Linked DNA regions of Rattus norvegicus: all the other regions are linked to region 1. A link is a contact called in public Hi-C data. All regions are on one chromosome and are shown on one strand. The core of a region is the stretch at or near the end of the contact, and the rest is flanking DNA. Distances in the headings are between cores, read along the strand shown. Region 1 overlaps Lrig3 (leucine-rich repeats and immunoglobulin-like domains 3). Region 2 has its middle 120 kb from the start of Lrig3. Region 3 has its middle 160 kb from the start of Lrig3.

Region 1 (2,700 bases), core at 69-2,568:
TCAGGAGATTCCACCCCTTGCGCCATGAAAGGGAGGGCAGTCACTTGCTTGCCTCTAAACTTCTCCTGTCCCACTGTGGGCATCAGACACAGACCCCAGAGGTTTAGAGGAAATAAGGTGATATCCAAGAGGCCACATTCACTTACAGGTGCTGCAGCTGAGGCAATTTAAACATTTTGGGGGGGATGGCTGAGATGCGGTTCCTGTTCAGCTTCAGCACCAGGAGAGTGCTCCCCAAATTGTCAAAATACCCCGGTTCCATGGACGTAACTCGGTTGCTATTGATATACCTGTGGAGAGTTTGAAGGTTAGCAGAGGCTTACTCAGGCTTCTTGGGGACGTTAAATTCAATCTCCCCATTGCCGAGAGTCTCCAGAGAACCTGACCATAAGTGCACCCTTACAATTGTTACTACTGTTCCCCGCGAACAAATGAAGGTTTACACCTATGGGCTCGGATATGCCTCCGTGGCAGAGTGCTCACCTGGAATGTGTGAAGAAGCCCTGGGTTTCATATCCAGGACCAGAAAAATAGTAACTAAAAATAGAAGGATTCATCCATTGTAGTTTTAATATGAAATGTCCCGTGTAGGCTCATGAGTTCCAACACTTACTGTCCAGCAGGTGGCACTCTTTCGGAAGGTTGTAGAACCTTTGGGAGGTAGGGCCTAGCTGGAAGTAGACCACAGAGGGCAGGACTTGGAGTTCTATAATCTGGCCTGATTTCCTGACCACAACGTGACAGGGCTGCCTGCCACTTCTCCCAGCATGCCCTCCCTGCTAGGGTAAGACTTGAACTGTCAGTCAGAATCAGCCCTCCTCCCCTCTAATGGCATCTTGTTAGGAATTGGGTAAAGGCAGCAGGCAAAGTAACTAATACCCATATACTGACAGCAAAGACAGACAGACCTCTGAAGGAGACAGATATCTGTTACATATATATACTGCATTATATATACTTTGTGTGGAATTTGTTACCAATGCCCTATTTGGGGCATTTTTAAAGACTGTGATACAAAATTGTAAGAAAGAAGATTGAAGCTATTCAACCTATTCAAGTTGATAAGAAAGTTATATTCCAATCAACAGCAGTAAAATTGGGTTCCCTGAATCATAAGCACGCCCCCGCCCCAAGTTATAACAACGTTGTCACTGTGGGGGTAATTTTACTCACAGATACTTGAGTTGTAAGGGTGGAAATGCTGTTCTGAGTTCTGAAATGTTGTTGTTGCTCAGGTCCAAAGTCTCCAGGGACTGAAATGCTTCCAGCTGCTCAGGGAGGATTTTGTCGATGGCGTTCCCTGCCCTGTAATTAAAACACAATCCCAGCAACCGGTCACCAGTACGATCCAAAGGGAGAAGAAAAGCACCGATGCCTGACCTGTTCTTCAGAAGTGTGAAAAACTAACCGTACTTCTCAAACAGCAACATGGCCCTGCATGCTCTGAGGTCATACTAGAGCATATGAAGAACGTTCTTACACCAATCTGACAGGACAGTAAGCATATATAGTTGTTGTGCTTTTAAACACAACTAATGGATCTTTTTTCTTTCAGATTATTTTTCTATGTCTTCCTGTTTTATTAGATAATAAAGGAAACATCTAGAACAGAGTGGGCACACCAGGCTACCCTCCCTCATTCCACATTCCATATGCATGTATGTATGCATGTATGTATGTATGTATGTATGTATGCATATATTAGTCTTGTTCCCATATATATATGTATATATAATTATATATTACAGTCTCATTCCCCATTATACATAATATAATACAATGAGTATTTAAAGTATATATATGTACACCCATATATTTAAAGTTAGTACTATTAGTGGGATAGAGCTCACACGTGGAGATCAGAAGGGAACTTTGGGAAGTCAAGTTTGTCACTTCCACGTCTGTGTTTCCATGGGTTCTGGGGACCCTGGTCAGCTGGCTAGGCTTGTAGGCAGGCACATCTACCTATCTACCTTCAGAACCATCCAGCCAACTCTATTTCTTTTTGATACCTAGTCGGATTCTTTTTTAGACTGTACTCTCACACCACAGTGCCAATCAGCTCCCAATCCTTACCACTCTGTGGCTGCTTTGGTTCCTGGCTAGAAAGAGTCCCTGTTTTTACAACAAGTTACTAAGCTGCCAGAGGCTTCCATACCAGAGAAAGAGCTACTGGGTCTTCTATGTTACAAAGAAGAGCGACCAGCCTGAACAGTCCTTAACGACAGATAGATTAAGGCACACTTGATATTACCAGTCTGGACAACAGATGCGGAACAAAGTAGACCACAAGGATAGTAGTCACTGGCCACTGGCTACATACAGTTCTTTAAATGTACACACACACACACACACACACACACACACACACACACACACACACACACACAGTACATGTCACAGAGTACGAAGGCACACACTTCTAAAGCCACCACCATTCAGGATGCAGTGACAGATATTCTGGGTCATCCCAGCTATATAAGAAGACTATGTCTCTACAATCAACAACAATAAGTGTATCCCTTTATTATAATATCCATATTTCAAGAATATACCTGACAGCATCAAATGAGACAGAACCATCCCACCATTTTTCTGCTGCATTTCAAATGGGGAAATGCCCAGCCATATTCTTACAGACGGGCATACGTACTAGGGCTGCTTAGTACTATTACTATGTAGTACTGTACTAATCAGTAC
Region 2 (2,700 bases), core at 134-2,633, 150 kb after region 1:
GGAAAAAAAACAAAGTCTGAGGCAAGTCCTCACCTGCCTCAGGAAGCAGTGTCTTTGTCCACGTGCTCAGGATCCAGGCTCTTCTCCTCCATGTTCCGGACCCAGGCTATCCAGGCTCTTCTCCTCCCTGTGAATTCTTCCCAAGCGTTTATCGCTGATGTGAGAATTCTGCTTTCCCACTCTTGGCCATGAAACAACCCGGTTTTGGTTGGGCAGATCAGGCTATCTTTGAGGTTTTTCATGAACAGGAAATTTTACCTGTGGCAGTGGAAGATTCTTTTCCACACAGTACTCGTGGTTGGCTGGATGTATGTAACACTGTATAAACCAAAAGCGGGTAAGAAAACATGCCCACGACCCAGCACAACACTCTCTTTTTTTATGAGAGGATATTTCTCCTTTGACTATAACTTTAATTAAACTCTATTAACTTTAATTTAATTTAAGCTGTTTAAATAGTTCAGATGCTATTAAATGCAAAGAACACATTTTTTTAAAAGGTATTTAGTTTCTGGGCATTTTCCCTCGATCTCACACAGTTTTAATTATGCTCCACTTATTGTTAAGTATATCATAAAATAAAATATAATGTAAAGATCACATTAGTCGCCATAAGTAAACTTGAGGCCAAGCCATGAACTAGCCTAAATCAGAGGTACAATAAAGAAGCCAAGGGCATTGGACATCTTCAGACTTGGACCTCTGCGGATGCTGAGCAAATATCATTGTATTCTTCTATACACCCATAAAAATCAAGAGTGGGCATTTCTATGTACCACGAGCCATTATATAATATTCCCATCCGATTATGTTATTTTTTTTGTCTTTTTTCCCTCTGCTGTATTTTAATGTCTTTTCTCCAAAGCGGAGCCTCTCTGTATCTAGAGTAATTCTCCTAAGCTTGCCAAGTCATATATTTTCCTTTCATAATTACTTGGGTAATTGCAGCACCCTGGCACATATTAGTAACTAGGGAAACAGAGCTATTTAATTATATCCTAATGAACATTTGCAATTATATAATTTTTAAAATCCATAGAAAATTAAGAAAAGGCTCTCCATTAAGCAGAGCACTGCCTGAATTTCATTTTCAAGAATCTTCAACTAAGTCGACTCTCTCTAAAAATACAGTTTCCATGTCATAAATGCTATATACTTTAACCTTTGGAACACAGAGCCTGCATTTCTTTGGAAGCAATTCTGGACGTATTCAAGTTCATTTTTCCCCTGCTATGGCTCACTAACAGATGTTTTATTAAACTTTTTTTCTAATTTGCAGTACAAACTCGTTAATGAGAATTTGCTCAAATATCTCCTGGGACGTTGTATTTACCTTCTGTTCTGATGCCGAACAGTGCTAATGATTAACAGGTACCACTGAACCTGCTAATGTGTGCAAGGCACTCTTGAAAATTTGACAAAGAATATAACGTTTGAGTTAAACTTTACTTTTGTACATAGGGTGCCAACCTAAAGTAATGGACATAGCAATTCTACATGAAGAAAATGGCGTCGCTGGACTCTAATATAAGAACTGTCCACCAAGTAGAGGGTTCCACGCACTCAATAGCTAGGTAACTGATCCAGTTATGTACTCAGGTGGTGGCGGGGTAGGCTGTGGGGGGAGGGAACAGTCCAGGCCACATTCCATAGCTGGCACTTTGACCTTTGACACTTTCAGCTCCACAAGCTGGATCTCTTTGACTTTGTACCTGAACTTTCCCTTCTGCCCAGCCACTTTTGATTGACAAGAAAAAAAGTGGTTGGTCAGTTCCCAGAGGCTTTCGTGTTGGCCCAAACTATCAACTCTTTGTCTTACAGTTCATGGGGAAGTAGTCCTCACCTCAGCTTTTCAAGACAGAGTAGTCCGGCTCAGGCGCCAGTCATCCAAGGCTCAGTGCAGGGATGGTTAGAGACAGGTACATAGGTCATGGGGATTAGTTAGTGACAGACATTTGAAAGGGTCCATTAAGAATTAGAATGTCCCAAAAGTACAACAATGTCAAGCAACCAGAGCTTCCAGGGACTAAGCCACTACCTAAATACTATACATGGACTGACCCTGGACTCTGACCCCATAGGTAGCAATGAATATCCTAGTAAGAGCACCAGTGGAAGGGGAAGCCCTGGGTCCTGCTAAGACTGAACCCCCAGTGAACTAGACTATGGGGGGAGGGCGGCAATGGGGGGAGGGTTGGGAGGGGGACTCCCATAAGGAAGGGGAGGGGGGAGGGGGATGTTTGCCCGGAAACCGGGAAAGGGAATAACACTTGAAATGTATATAAGAAATACTCAAGTTAAAAAAAAAAGAATTAGAATGTCCTTCTGATGACTGCAGGAACTACCTACCGATCTCCTCAAAGGTGGGGGTTACCTTGAGCATTCAGAAGTTCACAGCAAACCACCTGATGGCAGATAAAAGTTAGTCTTTACCGGTAAGGTAATAATCATGAAAATTGTTGTGCTCGTGTAGCTAACCAGCAAGAGCACCTGAGAAAGGTAAAATATAAATATCTCAACAAAACCTTTTTGATATTGTGTTTTTGGGGGAAACAATATATTCAAATAATATAATGTTGCAAAACCAAATAAAGGTGATTTGAATATATCATAAAAAGAAAACTACCATATTCAAGATGATTCCATGATTTCTTTTCTACTTTATACTATTAATTTTAATCTTAAAAAAGAAAGAAAGAA
Region 3 (2,700 bases), core at 3-2,502, 190 kb after region 1:
TTTTTTAAATACATTTAATTGTTCAACTACCAACCCAGGATAAAGATAGGTAGCTCTGGGTTCAAGGCGTTGGTTTCAAGGGATTCGGAGGGTCCTGATAACTGATTGATCACTTTGTAAACGCTCTGAAATATGCAAGGTCAGTGTTTCATTGATTCAGAGGTGATTCCTACTCCTCTTTGGAAAGCCAGCTGTCACTTGAGGCATGATACACATTACAGAATAGCTGGCTGGGCACAAGGACAGGCTTGTTACTGAAAAATCAACAAGGGAAGTGAAGGAGGAGATCACTGTGGGATCCACAGCACAGACATAGAATTCCTAACTTGGACTTCTATGCAATGATGTTGGGTGAAAAATTCCAAGAGACTCCAGGCAGGGGAAGTCTGGACTGCTCTGCGGAATATCCCTATATTCTCTGTGTGTTAGGTAAACCTATACTTATCCATACCCACACTAAGGTTTTATAATCCCAGAGATGGGTAGACATTCAGAACCAATGTGTGACAAACACAAGGATATTACAAACTTTCAACTTAACACATAGACATGCACACGCAAACACACCCATGCTTCTTTATCCAAATTTATTCATATAGTTCAAACCACACAGAATGATCCCTCTAAAATCACCCATCCATTGAGTACTGCGTAAAGAACACAAGCTCCCTTCAAATCTCTGTGTCAGATGTCTGCTAGATGCTCCATTCATTATCTCATAATTCCATCAGTAGTGCCATGACGTAACAAATACCAACACCTCCAGCTTACATATGCTGAAATTGAGATTTAAAGCATTTAAAGCTATTAGAGCATTTATCCAAAGCCTCACAGCTAGTAAGCAATGAGCGTCATTGGACTCTAACTGCACTTTTTAAATCGCTCTGTTATGCCGTTCCTCCCAGATTTAATTAGTTGTAATGAAAAAAAAAAAGCAGCCCCCACCCCCCCCAAAAAAAAATCAGAGATATTGTCTACTCAACAAGGGACGGAATAAAGAGTTGAGCTGAGATAGTGGCTGTCAGGGCACAGGAGCCTGCGTTTGTGTAAGGTACATGGAAAATGCTCAAACGTGAAGGGAGCTGGTACCGAGGGAATACTGCTAAGACATGCATTCCTTCCCTCAAAGTGGTAAATTCCCTCCATTTACTGCTGTTCGCCTCATTTCGTGTAAATGCTGTGTACAGCACGAACTCACAGTTTCACAGCTCAAACCTGTTTGGCTGCTAACATCCTCCTCGGGGACCAGCCAGAAAGCAAGAGCCGGTGCCAGCAGCAGCAGGGCTGTGCGTGCCATAGCCAGTCAGGTGGTGCTGCTGAAATGCTGCAGTACATTTAGTATTTCCTGTTGAGCTTTTTTGAAAACTTCTCAGCTTATTTGTATGTGACTGGCTTATGTCTCCGTAACGTCTTGAACCATGCTTTTGGGGGTTGTTTCATAAACATTGCTCTGGTTCTGCAGGGAATCCACTGCATAGCTATGCTTAAATGGAAACTGACATTTGGCATTTTTTTTGGGTGTGTGTGCAAAATATATTGTCTATTATTAGCTTATAAAAAGATGAATTTTCCAAGCCATGTAAAAGATGAAGAGCAGTTTTGGTGCAAACTTCATCCATTTCTTGAGGTGACAGAGACAGGCCAGTAATATTCACTGATGAAATAAAGTTTTAATAGCCTTCCACGTGTGTGTGTGTGTGTGTGTGTGTGTGTGTGTGTGTGTGTGTGTGTGTGTGTTCTCTGTAAGAGTGAGCAGAAACTCCATTTAGCACAGTGCACTTGATATTAACTGTTCACATCTGTCTGTAGCTTTGAAACATACAGGTTTGAACTGGGTGTATTTATGGTTTGGGTCTGAGAAAGGAAACAAAAGAAAAAGTTTGAAGAATGTTTCAGTTTCGATGTGAGGATATGTATACATATATGTGTTGCTCCTTTTATCTCTCTATATATTCAGGATTGAGACAGCATTACTTGACTCCAAGGAAAGGTTCCTAATAGACACACCTCAGAGTAAGTGTCTTCAGAGTTATACAAGTGTTGGGGGAAGCTTGCAGGTGACTGTACCTGTAGTTTCTTTTATGTCAATTAAAGAGTTGAAGCTTTCACATTTTGCTCAATTATTTCTCTTTTTCTTAAAGATTTAAGTATTTTTAGGTATATGACTGCCCTATCTGCATGTAATGCCTATGGGCCAGAAGAGGGCATAGATCTCATTACAGATGGCCGTGAGCCACCAGGTGGTTGCTGGGAATTGAACCCAGGACCTCTGGAAGAGCAGTCAGTGCTCTTAACCACTGAGCCATCTCTCCAGCCCCACTCAGTTATTTAAAAGTTCAGATTTATATGTCTGTTTCTCAACTTCTATGATATATGAAATTAGGAGGGGGGAATCTTGATCTTTTTACTTAGCAGTTATATCTACACCCTGAGTCAGTAGACGTCGTGTTTTTTAAGCATTGACGCTCCTTCAGAGGTTTCTACAGGTCAGATGGGCAATGCATTTCTCTCTGCTCAGCACTCAGTACATTTGATGTTTGCTTTGTTCCCTCCCATCTCCCTTTACCAGACTATAATGGCTGTAAGGGCGGAAGCACGTATGATCACCCCGGCTCAGCTCAGTGCTCAGGGAACAGGTGTCACGGGAACGGACAGGGAATATGCGGAGGATTTTGTAGGCTTACGTCTTTGGAATCATTA

The links. Hi-C and Micro-C count contacts between places; a contact is called where the count stands out from the background.
Region 2: a Hi-C map of liver shows a contact between it and region 1, with 2.3 times the contacts expected there. The contact joins two enhancer-like sites. A contact is called at or near these places in 3 of 12 Hi-C or Micro-C datasets (kidney and liver).
Region 3: a Hi-C map of liver shows a contact between it and region 1, with 4 times the contacts expected there. The contact joins two enhancer-like sites. A contact is called at or near these places in 8 of 12 Hi-C or Micro-C datasets (the A7r5 cell line, the Rat2 cell line, Schwann cells and 4 more).

Annotation. Positions count from the first base shown.
Region 1 is chr7:63,730,184-63,732,883 of GRCr8, reverse strand. Lrig3 (leucine-rich repeats and immunoglobulin-like domains 3) reads right to left here. Exons shown (of 19, transcript XM_216905.11): 4 at 1,174-1,305; 5 at 147-290. Among named protein-coding and RNA genes, the nearest start is that of Lrig3, 30 kb to the right of the region's middle. Within about 2 kb of position 1,318, at least 13 of the 93 cell types and tissues checked have an H3K27ac peak or open chromatin away from gene starts, as enhancers often do. A contact at or near this core is called in liver, where this site is marked.
Region 2 is chr7:63,581,959-63,584,658 of GRCr8, reverse strand. No RefSeq gene overlaps it. Among named protein-coding and RNA genes, the nearest start is that of Lrig3, 120 kb to the left of the region's middle. Within about 2 kb of position 1,383, at least 5 of the 93 cell types and tissues checked have an H3K27ac peak or open chromatin away from gene starts, as enhancers often do. A contact at or near this core is called in liver, where this site is marked.
Region 3 is chr7:63,536,838-63,539,537 of GRCr8, reverse strand. No RefSeq gene overlaps it. Among named protein-coding and RNA genes, the nearest start is that of Lrig3, 160 kb to the left of the region's middle. Within about 2 kb of position 1,252, at least 6 of the 93 cell types and tissues checked have an H3K27ac peak or open chromatin away from gene starts, as enhancers often do. A contact at or near this core is called in liver, where this site is marked.